Regions from separate parts of the Mus musculus genome. Here all the other regions are linked to region 1. Evidence: chromatin contacts called from public Hi-C and HiChIP or PLAC-seq data. All regions are on one chromosome and are shown on one strand. Each heading gives the region's core, a stretch centred on a gene start, on an enhancer-like site or on the middle of the called end of the contact. The rest is flanking DNA. Distances are from core to core; before and after follow the strand shown. Region 1 holds the start of Pcif1 (PDX1 C-terminal inhibiting factor 1). Region 2 holds the start of Zfp334 (zinc finger protein 334). Region 3 holds the start of Dbndd2 (dysbindin (dystrobrevin binding protein 1) domain containing 2).

Region 1 (4,467 bases), core at 1,247-3,746:
GACTGCTCCTCCAAAGGTTCTGAGTTCAAATCCCAGCAACCACATGGTGGCTCACAACCACCCATAATGAGATCTGATACCCTCTTCTGGTGCATCTGAAATCAGCTACAGTGTATTTATGTATAATAGTAGATAAATCTTAAAAAAAAAAATCTTGAACATGGTAGGTTTGGCTCGGAAGAAGTCCTGTACAGGACAGGCAAAGGAAGTGGACAAATCCTGTAAGCTCAAAACATGAGAATACAGAAGTGGGAGGATGAATTGGAAGGTGGAAGTCAGGAAGGCTTCCTGGACCTGAAGGGTGAATTATGTAAAGCATGGGGAAATTAGTGACATCCCAGGAATACACAAAGGGGTTCAGGAGGGCAGAGGCAGACAGCATCTTGCTGGATAGATCAAGCTGGTCTTAGAATGGCTCAGTGTCAGGTAGCAAGGCTGTAAAAGCAGGGAGCGACTGTTACAGAAGTAGACTACCACCTGCAGGAGCTTCTGCTTGGTGAGGTGGTAAAGTGGCCTTAGTGCCACCATCCTCCACTTTATGTAGTTGATGCAATGACTTTCTGCAGGCAGGCTTGTCTTTCCTTCTTCAGATGGCATTTCCCTGTTACCCAGGCTCCTCCTTCAGCTTCCCTAGTCTCTGGACCTAGAGACAAGGACCACCATGTCCAGCTCTTGTGCACTGCTCTGGTTTTGCTTGAGAGTTCCACTACATTGTGTAGGCCAGGCTGACTGATGTACGACTTAGCCTCCTCCTGCTTCTGCCTTTCCAGTGCTGTTGGGGGTCTCAGGTGTGCACACTCTTGACTCCATTTGCGTTTGTTTGAAAAAGATCAGGTCTGGAACTCCCTATGGAGCTAGGAGTCCTGCGGGTAAAGGAACTATCGCACCTGGCTAGCTTAAAAACCAAACCAAGGGGCTGGTGAGATGGCTCAGTGGGTAAGAGCACCCGACTGCTCTTCCGAAGGTCAGGAGTTCAGATCCCAGCAACCACATGGTGGCTCACAACCATCCGTAACGAGATCTGGCGCCCTCTTCTGGAGTGTCTGAAGACAGCTTCAGTGTACTTACATATAATAAATAAATCTTTAAAAAAAAAAAAAAAAAAAAAACCAAACCAAAAACCAGAACTGGAACAGGGTCAGAGGTTAGGGAAACACTGAGTTACACCCCTAACCAACTCCCCTTTTAAACTTTCCTTTTTTTTTTTTTTTTTTTTTTTCTTCCCGAGACAGGGTTTCTCTGTGTAGCCCTGGCTGTCCTGGAACTCACTCTGTAGTCCAGGCTGGCCTCGAACTCAGAAATCTGCCTGCCTCTGCCTCCCAAGTTAAACTTTCCTTTTTAAAGCAAGTATCTTGTAGCCCTGCTGACCTCTCAAACTAGTGACCCTTTATCAGTCTCCCAAGATTCGAGATGCATGATGGTGTATGCTTTTAATTTCAGCACCCAGCAGGCAGACAGACTGCTGAGTTCCTGGTCTGCCAGGGTTATATAGCAGAACTATCAAAAAACCAAAAGAACAAAAAAATCCCTAAGATGGACACACCTGGGGTCGATGGTCAGGTGTCTGTGGGCAGACTAGACAAGATCCTCCTCCAACTCTTACTAGTTTATATTGTTGACCATTTTTCCTGACCTCCCAACATTCCAGCTCCAAGTTACTGGGCAGCCAGCGCCGACAGCGTCATAGACCTGAGAGGCTGACCAGCTGGGCCATCTGCTACGCTAGTCCAGCAGCAGGTGGCAAACTTGTCCTCCTTTCAAGTTACCTTAACTGGGCAACAGCTTCCTTAGGAGGCCACAAGTGGGTGGAGCTAGGAGCCTAATTCCGGAAGGGAGCCCGACGATGGCCCCTTGCAGAAGCGTCTCCCACTAAGCTGTGTGCAGCCTTCACAACTTTACAACTGCCCAAAGCCACATCTACCCTATTTGCACTCCTCCAAAAGCTACGACTATTCAAGAGCAATTTGTGAGCAGGTTGCTAACGCGCAAAGGTTCGATTTGCACGTCTTCGTCACCTGGCCTCTAGGCAGAGAGAGTTAACATTCCAGGACCCTTAGAGGGCAGAGGCCCCGAGAGGACACCAGCTGGAAGCGGCAGAGCACTGTGCAGGCCAGGACCCAACGTGCAGGGCCTACGTCACCGCTCCGCCTATGTCGGCAACTGAGCCAGAGCCCCCAGAAGACTCTAGACCAGCTTCGTGCCCCCTAAAGTGTCCTAGATCTTCAGCCCCTGCGAATGCGTTCGGCAGGGAAACTGAGGCAGGGGTGTGCGATAGATTCCTTCCTTCCCACCTACGTTTCAAGAATAGCAACGCTGTTTTTCCCCATCCTCAGGACCACAAGGGACCACCCAGATCAACCGGAAAATGGGGAGTTGGGGGCGGGGGGTGGGGGCGAAAGCCATCAAGGTCTGGGGAGCCAGTCAACGTTGCCACACTCAAGATGGCGGCGCGGCCGTGGCGAGGTCCTTCAGAGGCGGTACCGACGCATGCGCAGCGCGGAGTCCCGGCCCGGGACACAAGATGGCGGCAGCGGCGCTGGGGAGGGCGAGGCGGAGGCGGCAAAACGGGCGGTCGAGCAGAACGTGTGGCCGCATCCCCTCGAGTCCGCTTCGGGCAGGTAAGAGCCCCAGGAAGCCACGGTCCCGCTGCGTGCCGCGCCTGGGTCCGGGAGTCCGAAGCAGGACGGCGGAGGCCCCTCCGGCGCTTCCCGCTCGGGGCTGCCGCTCGCCCGGTCTCTTTCGTCGCCGCCATCTTAGAGCCGCGGGTGGGCAGCAGGACTGCCGGCTGGGGTGAGTGCAGTGGGCCCGGAGAGCCCGGGCGGAGCGGCCTCTAGGGTCCCTTCGCTGCTGCCGCTGCCGCCGTCGCCACCGCCTTTGTGTCGGGCTCCGACTCAGAGTCGCCTCAGCCCGGGGGCGGGAGCGCGCGGCAGGGCGGGGGGCGGAGCCCGGGCGAAGGGCCGGCGCGCGCGCGCCAGACTTCCCGCCCCCGCTGGGCTTGCGGGAGGGGCAGGCGGGAGCGCGCTGGGAGCGGGGTGGGGGAGGGTTCCCGTCTGTGCGCCTGCGTGGCTCCGCCCACCAGAGCCGGGGCGTTATGATTGGTACTCTGGTATGTGATCCCGCCCATGTTCCTCCAATCCCGGAATCGGATGCATTTTCTAGTCCGAGTTCCGCTGCTTGCGCAGATACAGTTGTTTGTCTCTAGACTACGCTGCGCTTCTCCGACTTTGGTATGCGTGGGGGTCCGGAAGGCACAGGCTAAGTGAAAACAGTCACTTAATGGGAGCAGCAGCGAGAGTCCACAGAACGCTAGACTACGGTGCAGGGGTCAGATGGTTCTGACGTAGGTGTCAGGACGGCAGCACGGCCTTGAACTTGGGTCTGGCCAACTTCAGAGCTGGCGTTTTGGCCAGAGACCTGCTGCACCTATCTACGCGAGTTTATCTTATTTTTAAAAGACAGGGTCTCTGTGTAGCCCTGGCTATCCTGTAACTCACTATGTGGAACAGGCTGCCCTCGAATTCACAGAAACCCTGTGTCTTTAGTGCTGGGATTAAAGTCGTCTGTCACTACACCTGGCTCTAATGTGTGTGTATGTGGTACTGGGGATATAACCCTAGGTTTCACATATGCCGGGCAGTCAGTGTACTAAGTAGCTTTATTACCAGCACTTAACAAGTTCCAAGTTAACATTTTCAAGCTGTGTAAAGTGCAAAAGTGTGTCATCTTGTCTCCCAGTCCCATCTGGGGTGCGTTTAAAAATAAAATCTTGTCGAGGGTGAAGGCACAGATCTGAAATTCTAGCACTTAAGAGATGGATGGATGACCAAGGCAGGATAGGATGACTAAGGGCGATAATCTTTAACACTCCGATTCCGGCAGGATCATTAGGAGTTTTACGCCAGTTTCAGCTGTGTGAGACCCTGCCCTAAAGTTACAAATTCTTTGGTAGTTCTACCCCTCCTGCTTCTAACTGCAAATAGGTGTCGTTGGGGTTCAGCTGGTTTGGGATTGCTGTAGTGTCCTGTTTAGGTGGCACGAGGCCGGGCTGCTTCTGCCTTCTCTAACAACTGCATCTACCAGGTGCATCCTTCACATTTTGGGGGACACAAAATTTTCAATAAAGGTGGACAAGATGTGTTATACGTGTTTGCATGTTTTTATTTTTATTTATTTCAAGACAGCCAAAGAAGTGTGTCTTTTCTTAGTTGTGGGTGGCTTGAGATAGTGCCCCAACTTTCCTTACGTTCGCTTTGCACCCTTTGCTTTGGTTTACAGACACTTTGATTGGCAATGTATCAGGGCTCCGTTGTGCAAAATGAAAACATGATTACCATTGGCATATGTCTATATTCCACCTAACGGGAAGGCTGAAACGGAAGGATCTCTTGAGCCCAGTGGTTGAAGAAAGGCAGGGCTAGTTCAGAAAGAGAGCTGATCATGGTGGCTTTCACCTGTAACCCTAACACT
Region 2 (4,467 bases), core at 564-3,063, 510 kb after region 1:
TGGCAAAGGTGATTTCGCATCATCTGCTCATAGATTCTCTAAGAACATGTTTATAAATAAATGATGAAAAACCATGGTAACAGCCTACTTCCTACTACTTGGGTCTTTGTCATACAACCTAAACAAGCCTACCGGGGTGAATAATTTCTGTTTATTATTTATCCGTTTGTTTATTGTTTTTTTCAAGACAGGGTTCTTTGTGTAGCCCTGGCTGTCCTGGAACTCTCTATGCAGACCAGGCTGGCTTCTCACTCAGAGATCCATCTGCCTCTGCCTCCCAAGCGCTGGGATTAAAGGCGTGCTCCAGCACATCTGGCAATGCCTTCTGTTTATTGGGGTTCACTTCTCTGGTACTGATCTGCTTCCCTTACTTTCCCTGGCGCTGCCTTTTTATACACGTCTACCACATCCAGATGTACTCGCTGCGGGTCTATGAACAGCCACTGCCAACGGTGGGACGTGAATCCCTCGGTGACTTACCTGGGTACTGTCCATTTCCAGGCGTTCTCAAGAAAGGGCCAGGAACCACCGGTGATCCAAGGGCTGGGTGAGGAAGAACAGGGAATGTGATCAGCAGACTGGCTAGCAGCTCGACAGTGACTCACAGACATGCCCTGGAAGGAAAGGACCCTTCGACCTGCGTCATACAGAAAGCGTCTGCGGAGGGAAGGCCCAGGGCAGTTTTGAATGGACTAATCAGAGCTTTTCTTACTGTGTGAAAGGAAACAAAGGTGTGAATTGAACTACTGTCTTATTCAGGTCTCCTTAAAAAACAAACAACACTTCAGAGTTCATATTAGATCATATCAATAAGCTCTAGTATATATGAAGCCTGAAAGAGCAGGCCAGCAACTCTGAGATTCTATCAATCAATCTATCTATCTATCTATCTACCCTCTAGTTTTTTGGGTATCAATTATCTATCTATCTATCTATCTACCTACCTACCATCTAGTTTTTTGGGTATCAATTACCTGTTTTCCTACTAATGCATTCAGCAGATGAAATCAGAAAACCAGACAGAGGGAGTGAGGGGTTTAAGATGCGTATCACTCTGCTCCCCTCCCCCAAGCTTAACTGCAGTTTCATGAGAGGGAGGCCTCTGCTTCAGTGTAGCAGAAGACAAAGCCCTGGCCTTCGAATCAACACACCAGATTTCAATTCTTGGTTCTGGCACTAGCAAACTACCTAAATGGTCAAAATAGCTGCCTTCCTCACTTGAGAAGAAGTTCGACTCTCATAAAAACCCTTTCCTGTAGATACTCTTGGGTCATTCTTCTATATAAAGGAAACCAGTAAACTCCAGGATGGTGATGGACGGGGTTTGAGCAACTCTGGCGAAACAGAATGGGGACTCTAATGAACGACACGCATTTGTTCGAAGTGATGCAGAGGCCTTTTTCTCAGCCATGGCTGGCATCCCTTCCCTCCCAAACGAAAGACCCGCCAATGAAATCAGACCTGCTCATTCCCTCAATCGCAGCTCAACCCTTAAGCAGCCCCCCGAAGCTTTACCGGGCCAAGGGCATCCGCAGGACTGCTGGGATCCGCTTTTTGCACGCACACACCTCTCTCCTTCCCAGGCTGCCCGCCCGGAGGCCTGCAGCCCCGGGGGCGCCCGCTAGCCTCGCCCGGCCCCTGGACACGCGCAAGCCTCCGCGGGCCCCAGGAAGGCGCTGGTTCTTCTGATCCTGCCCCGGAGTCGCCACCCGGAATTCCTCTGGCTCAGGGGAAACCTCGCTTCTTTTGTAGCTCCCAGAAGGCCCCAGGCAATTGTGGCGCACAGAGGCCCCTCGAGCCTCGCCTGGAAGAGCCCCACGAAACGGAAACGCATCCATAGAGCCTAGGAGACCGCGCATGCGCAGAGTCTCGGAGCGGCCATTCCCACGGTTCTCCAAAGGGTGCTGTAGTCTTTCCAGGACTACATTTCCCACAGGGAGTTGCGGCCCCCACCCAGCCGATAGCCTCTGAGGCGCTAGGGCTTTAATCACAGTAATTTACGAGTAAAAACCATGAGTACAAGAAGAAGTGTGAGAATAAAAAATTAGAGCTCTGTAAAGAAATTCCAACAGTGTATTAAGAAAAAAATAATAACCAAACAGTTGTAAGCAGAATAAAAATGTATCGACGACCTTCCCAAAATTACAGAAGAGACCCCCTAACAAAGAATCAAACCATCTCTAAATATCTTAAAAGAAAATAATCGCCATCCTGTTTATTACTGACTTTACTGACAGGTGCATACTCTCCTGCCAATTTTACAGAAGGAGAAGTCACAATAAGTAATGGCAAAATATTTTAACAGTATAATATTTTCAATTTTTATTTTATTTTATTTTATATGTATTGATATATTGCCTGCCTGCATGTATGTCTGTCCACTACTTGCGTGCTGTGCTTGGTACCCCGTGTCTAAGAAGGCCAGAAGATGGTATCATGTAGGTGCTGGGAATTGAACTCTGCTCCTCTGCTATAAATCACTGCGCCATCTTAACAATATATTTTAACATGACCAATTATATTTAATCCAAGTAATATAGAAACTGCTCTTCATCCATGAGGACAAATTGAATACGTGTATATATTTTGTTTTATTTATTTTTTTAAAATATTTATTTATTTATTTATACACTGTACACTATAGCTGTCTTCAGACACTCCTGAAAACGGCATCAGATTTCGTTACGGATGGTTGTGAGCCACCATGTGGTTGCTGGGATTTGAACTCAGGACCTTTGGAAGAGCGGTCGGCACTCTTAACCACTGAGCCATCTCACCAGCCCCCGTGTATATATTTTAAAAGAGGAAAGCTATGGAATATCTTAGTCACTGGAAGGCCAGACAGTTTCTGACACAGTTATCTGTTATGTTTAAATACCAAAAGGAACTTCGAGATGCAGAGGCTGAGAGATAGCTCTCAGTGAGCCAGACTTCCAGGGATTCAATGCTTGTATACTGTCTCCCACATCAAACGTGGCCATGATGTAATTTAAATAAAGGGGTCATAAGAAGGGACACTGCAGGCTTCAAAAAGCAAACCTGATATCCTGGCAGTCCGGTTTGTTTGCGGTGTTCCTAGAGTTTGTGTATGACTTTAGTTAACTAGTTACCAGAGATCAAGTGGAAACCAAAAGAAGCAGAGAGGCAATGTGGAGAAAAGGCAAATATTTCCCAGAAACCCAGCCATGCCTCCCCTTCCAGGGATCCTTGTCAAGACTTCAGATGCAGGGAGTGAGCCACCCTGAACATTGCATGCAGTTACATTCTTGGGTGGCCTCAGTTGCATATAGACTCACATAAAGCAGAGCCACAAAGTGCATACCTGTAAGCACACACAGAGCCACAAAGTCCGTACCAGTAGCCTCATAGCACGGAGGAAATAACCAGTTGCATCATTTTAAGCCACCAGATTTTGGGGGTAGTTTGTTATGGAGCAATAAATACATGGTGGGTCTGCAAGATGTTTCAGTAAATAAAGGCATTGCCAACAAACCAGATGACCTGCTGTGGGTCTCAGGGGTCCACATGGTCGAGAGAGAGGACCCAGATCTGCAAGCTCCATGTGTGTGCCGGGCCATTCTCAGGGGTATGTACCCGAACCCATGCCAAGTCAAAAGAAAACTGAAATGACTTTGGGGAAAGATAGATTTTAAAAGCAAATGTATGGGGGAAGGGAATGCAGTTGGCTTCTAGATATAATAAGTGAAAGAGTGGGCTCAATTATTAATAGTGCTTCTAGAAATAACTTCAATTTAGTATTTTTTTAAGTCAAGTAAGGAACAAGAAAATTAATATAGAAGATTTGAAAATGAATTAGAAATTAGCCATATGGGATGGTTTGAATAGGCATGGCCCACATAGACTCATGTCTATGAATGTTCGGCCCATAGGAAGTGGCACGACAAGGAGGTGTGGCCTTGTTGGAGTAGGTGTGACCTTGTCGAAGGAAGTATGTCATTGTGGAGGCGGGCTTTGAGGTCTTCTATGCTCAAGCTACACTCAGTGTGAACACAACCTCCCTCTGCTGCCTGTGGATCAAGGTGTAGAACTCGCAGCTCCTTCTCCAGCACCACGTCTGCCTGCCTGCCTGCTGCCGTGCTTCCTGCCATGGTGATAATGAACTGAATCCCTGTAAATTGTAAGCCAGTCCCAATTAAATGTTTGCCTTTGTAAGAGTTGCCTTGGTCCTGGTGTCTCTTCACAGCAATAAAACCCTAAGACACCATATAAATGTATGTGGATATATATATGTATACACACACACACACACACAAACACACATATATATATTTATATACACATATGGATATGTTATATATGTGTACACACACACATATAAAATGGCCAATAACACTAAGGATCCTAGAAAAGAAGTAATTAATATTTTAAAATCACATACACTTTGGCAGACAAGCTTGGTCATGGAATTGGAAAAACGTTCCTCGTCTGGCCGAGTCGGCTGTCTCT
Region 3 (4,467 bases), core at 802-3,301, 390 kb before region 1:
CCCTGCTCTCCTGCACCTGACTAGCTTTAAAAAGCCTGCTTTCCAGAGTTGTTCTTCCTGAGATGAGTTTGAAAATGGGGCAGGGGTAGGAGATAGGGTGAGAGAGAGTCGGTGACCTTGGGAGCTAAGCTCCAGCCAATGTACGACATCCAGAGTTGGCCTCATTTCTATGGTATAAAATGAGACCAAGTATCTACTCTATCCATTAATGAGAAGTTAGACTCTAATTGCTATATTTCTTGAAAAACGAAACTTACAAAAGGATAAGAGAGCATGCTTGGAGCCGTGGTCACAGCCATCTCAGGAGGCGGCCTACCTTGGTTCCAGTTCCAGCCCTGTCACTGACTAGCTTAAAATTAAAACATCAATAGTTCCTCTACTGTAGCTCTGTTTCTGCGCCTGTAAAGTGGACATAATAACATTTACCTCAGAGGCACCGGTAACTCCCACAGAAGTGCCAACAGTCAGGGCCCCCTCCCATGCGTAAGTCCATAGTAGAATGCAGTCTTCCCCTTTCTCAGAACCCATCCCAACCAAGAGAGCTAAGGTTGATGGAGCATTTCCAGTGTGTCTCAAGTCCTACACTACGAGAGAGGGGTTAATTAGCCCTAGTTAGTAGGCAGGATCAAGAGTCAGAGAAGGGTTAGGAGCTGGTTAGGAGCTGCAGTGGTTTACAGCTCCCGAAGGGGTCTGGCTGTAATCTTAACCTCGGCATTCATTGCCTCCCACAGGCTAGTGCACCCTTCTGGATGAGTGAGAAGGGAGCGTGCTATGCTTACTTCACAGGGCTGTTCTCAGCCTAGCCATACAGAAGAGTCCATGCCTCAGGCATTGCTGGAGTACTGTCCCCCTGTGGGGAAACCCAGATGTGCGTGTTTCTCATACCCAAAACCCTTTGCACACACCCTCCCGCTTCCCTGCTTTTCAAGATCACTTGAAGCTGGGCATAGGGACACAGTCAGGAGGCAAAGGCAGGGGGATCTGGGTCCTCTTGGATTTTGAGGCTAACCTGGTCTACAGAGCAAGTACCAGGACAGCAGGGCTATGCAAAGAAACCTTGTGGGAAGGGGAGGGGAGGGGAGGGGAGGGGAGGGGAGGGGAGGGGAGGGGAAATGAGACTTAAAATACCAGAGCGTAGATTTTATTATAACAAAGGACATTAAAACATGAGACGTGTGCTCTCGAGCTGTCCTGTGTGCAGAATGTAGTTAGGCAAGAGAGGGCGCAGGAAACTCTGAAGGAGGCTACTACTGTGGGAGGCTGAGCCAGAGTGGGAACAGAAATGATGTGAAATGGAGGTGTATTTTAATGTGGGTCTCAAAGGGGAGGGAGATGACAAGGATGGTTTCCTGGTAGCTTGGCCCCGACACAGATTTCTAATGGAAACACACACACACACACACACACACACACACACACACCAGTCATGGCTCATCCTCACGCTGTATTCAGAGCCCAGACAAGGGCATGGGGAGGGAGGCGACAGAGCCTTCATCCAGGGGTTGCTATACTGGACACTCCTAGCCCTGGTTTGAGCCAGGAGACGCTGAAAGGGGGCTGTTTCCGACTGGGCCGCCCACCTACGCCTGGCTGGACGTCTGGCATCTCTAGAGCACCTCGAGGTGTTGGCTCCTTGCCGGCGTGTAGGGTGCGGCGCATCCCCTCCAGCCCTGACTCGCCCAGTGCGCTGACCCGTAGGGCGACGGCTCTGTGTGGTCCTTAGGCCAGCTGAGGGAATCCAAGGTCCATGCACTTGACTCGCTGGGCAGCAGCTGACCCTGCTTCCCCATCTCGCACCTTCTGGAGAAGTGTGCGCGTAACCGTGGCCAGGGTGATCGAGGTGCGGTGAGGCGGGCAGCGAGCGCGTGCGCGTGGTCGTTGCGTGGGCGCTGCTCTGGAGTCGGAGAGCATCAAGTGTGCGTGGGCCGGAGCCGGCGCGTGTGCCCGCAGCAGCTGTGCGCCGGGCGGGGGTGCCGCAAGTGCCTCGGGGTGCGCGCAGCCTCGCGCGGGCGGAGCGAGGAGGGATGCGTGCGGGAACTTTTCGCCTGCCCCGCAAGTCCGGGTCCCGGCGTTTAGAGGAGCTGTCCTCCGCCGCCAGCCCCGAGTGCCCGCCCCGCCCCCACTTCCGCCTCCCGCCTCTTCCTCGTTCCCGGCTCCCAGGGCCGCCGGTCCCCAGGGAACCCCGCAGGCTTAGCCCCACCCGGCCGGCGCTGCTCGCTCCCACGCCCCCGCCGCCGCTTGTCGGGAGCGCACCCAGGGAGCCAGCGGGGCGCGGGCGCTGCAGGTAGGGGGGAATGCGGGGTTGGGCTCAGGTGCGGCGAACTGGGCCCCCGCAGCACGGGAACTTGGGGTGCCCTCCTCCGCCCGCCCCGTCTTCGCCCACGCGCCAGTCCCCTTTTAGGGAATTCTTTGCCTCTTGCCTCCTCAGGCGCGGGTGGGGCCGGGACAGAGGGCGTTCGTTCTCCATTTCCCTGGTTCCTTCCCGGTGTCAGCCTCCCGTCTCCAAATCCCTACTCTTCCCAGTACCTATGGTCGTGTAAACAACTACCTAGCTCTGGGAATTGGCTCCGCAGCCCCCCTGTGGACAGTCCCTTCAGCCTGGTAAGACCACAACGTCAGGGGGAGGGGAAAAGAGAGGCGTCCGGGTGGCCCCGGGTCAGCGGCAGCTCCCTCGCGAGCTCGCCTCCCCTCTCCTCTCCGCAGACCGCCCCTGGGGCCCTGGGTATTTTTAGCGTTGTGACCTGGGCGGCAGCTCTAAGAGCCTTTCTGGAGTCCTCGTCTGCTGCTCCCTTCTCCCTTCTCTGGCAGCCACATCAGCTCCAGGCACTGACTTGGCCTTGCCTCTATCATTAGTTTCGGGTCCCTCCTGAGCTACCCCAGTACTCGAGGACCTGGCCACGCGCTGTGATTACACTGTGGCCAGCTGAGGTTTATTGGAGGATGACAGCGTGGTCCTCACCCTAGAGCTTCCCCTGTTCCCTGTGATGCATGGGTTCAGTAGTGTACCAGGAACGGGGATGAATGCACAGGGCTGGCCCCAGAGCTCTGGTGTCCTGCAAAACTCGGTATTGGCAATCTCGACACCTGGTCTGAACTGTACTCAGTCCCCACCCTTCTAGTTGGTACTTACTAACTTGGGAAATAAGCCAAACATGTGTGAGAGGAGGGGACAACTGTGAGAGTTCAGAGGACAGGTGCTCAGTTCTCTACAAACAGCCCTCCTTCACGAAGTATATTGTCAGATAGTGTTTGAGGTAGGTAGGATGATACCTTCAGGTGGGACCCCTGGGGCCAGAAAGAGGCAGAGGCAAGTCAGGAAGTTAGGTCTTTGCCCCCAGAGAAAGTGTTTGGAGGTGATGAGGATTGTGGTGGCGGTGGTGGTGGTAGTGGTGGTATGTGTGTGTTTTGGGGGACAGGAAGCATGGAGTATTATTGACTTAGCTATAGTCTTTGGGTTTTGTAAGGACTGGGAAGAACCAGAGGTATAGCGCCCTACACTTCATCCATCTCGCCCTGTTCTTCCCTGGCCTTCAGAGGGGAGCTGAGTCCATCAAATGGCCAGCTCCTTCCAGTCTCTCAGAGGGCATGTAGGCAGTTAGCCAGCATTGGCAGCCTTCATTAACGACAGGCTCTTGCGGTGCCTGGAACTGACATCCCCTTTGTGGAACCAGGGCCAGCCTCGCCTCGCGAAAGAGGCTGCTGAGGCCAGAGCTGTCCAGACTGGAAGCGAGGCTGTGCTGCTGGGATGCCAGCTGTCAAGGGGCTCCTTATGCCTAGGCCCCCACTGCGTTCTTTCTCATCCCCACATCTGTGCTTGCCTTACCCTATTCCCGCACAGGGGCTGACATGGACCCAAATCCGAGAGCAGCCCTGGAGCGCCAACAGCTGCGGCTCCGGGAGAGGCAGAAGTTCTTTGAGGACATTTTACAGCCAGAGACAGAGTTTGTCTTCCCCCTGTCCCATCTGCACCTGGAGTCACAAAGACGTAAGTTTCAATTTCTGAGGAATGGAATTGGGCTAGGTTGGGAAAGGTGTCCTTGTGGCTCTCAGATCTTGGGAACCAGCTCCCTTCCTGTTTTTGAGGCCCAATTTGGGGTCTTGCATGTACATGTGACCATCTCTCAGCTCTAGCCTGGTCTGTTTGCTCTCCTCCCTTGTGTGCAGCCCCCATAGGTAGCATCTCGTCTATGGAAGTGAATGTGGACACACTGGAGCAAGTGGAGTTTATTGATCTTGCGGATCAGGATGGAGCAGATGTGTTCTTGCCTTGTGAGGAGTCCTCGCCAGCTCCCCAGATGTCTGGTATGTCCTCTGCTTTGGAATCTGGGTACCATTTGGCCAGAGCTGGATATTTGGGCCAGAAAAGAAAGAGGTTGTAGGTCTGAGCCAGGGAAAAATCTTAAGTAGAAGTTGGAAGTATGTGTTTTTGCTAGAGAAACAGTTGGCTGCTCTCATTTAGGGAAGTTG

What was found. Hi-C and Micro-C count contacts between places; a contact is called where the count stands out from the background. HiChIP or PLAC-seq counts read pairs in DNA pulled down with a chosen protein or histone mark.
Region 2: a contact with region 1 is called in a Hi-C map of muscle stem cells, with 3 times the contacts expected there. The contact joins the promoter of Zfp334 here to the promoter of Pcif1 in region 1. A contact is called at or near these places in 4 of 39 promoter capture datasets (cranial neural crest, hippocampal neurons, maxillary cranial neural crest and 1 more) and 1 of 484 Hi-C or Micro-C datasets (muscle stem cells).
Region 3: a FOXA1 HiChIP or PLAC-seq map of pancreatic cancer cells shows a contact between it and region 1. The contact joins the promoter of Dbndd2 here to the promoter of Pcif1 in region 1. A contact is called at or near these places in 3 of 115 datasets of contacts at active chromatin or transcription factors (bone marrow-derived macrophages, microglia and pancreatic cancer cells) and 1 of 9 other capture datasets (adipose tissue).

Annotation. Positions count from the first base shown.
Region 1 is chr2:164,876,872-164,881,338 of GRCm38.p6, forward strand. Pcif1 (PDX1 C-terminal inhibiting factor 1) reads left to right here and starts at 2,497. Exons shown (of 17, transcript NM_146129.3): 1 at 2,497-2,618. It overlaps 4930445K14Rik (a long non-coding RNA gene), which reads right to left. Exons shown (of 2, transcript XR_003953757.1): 2 at 1-3,170.
Region 2 is chr2:165,386,446-165,390,912 of GRCm38.p6, forward strand. Zfp334 (zinc finger protein 334) reads right to left here and starts at 1,814. Exons shown (of 5, transcript NM_178411.3): 1 at 1,516-1,814; 2 at 481-543. The coding sequence starts at 495.
Region 3 is chr2:164,484,404-164,488,870 of GRCm38.p6, forward strand. Dbndd2 (dysbindin (dystrobrevin binding protein 1) domain containing 2) reads left to right here and starts at 2,052. Exons shown (of 4, transcript NM_026797.2): 1 at 2,052-2,284; 2 at 3,839-3,985; 3 at 4,165-4,302. The coding sequence starts at 3,847.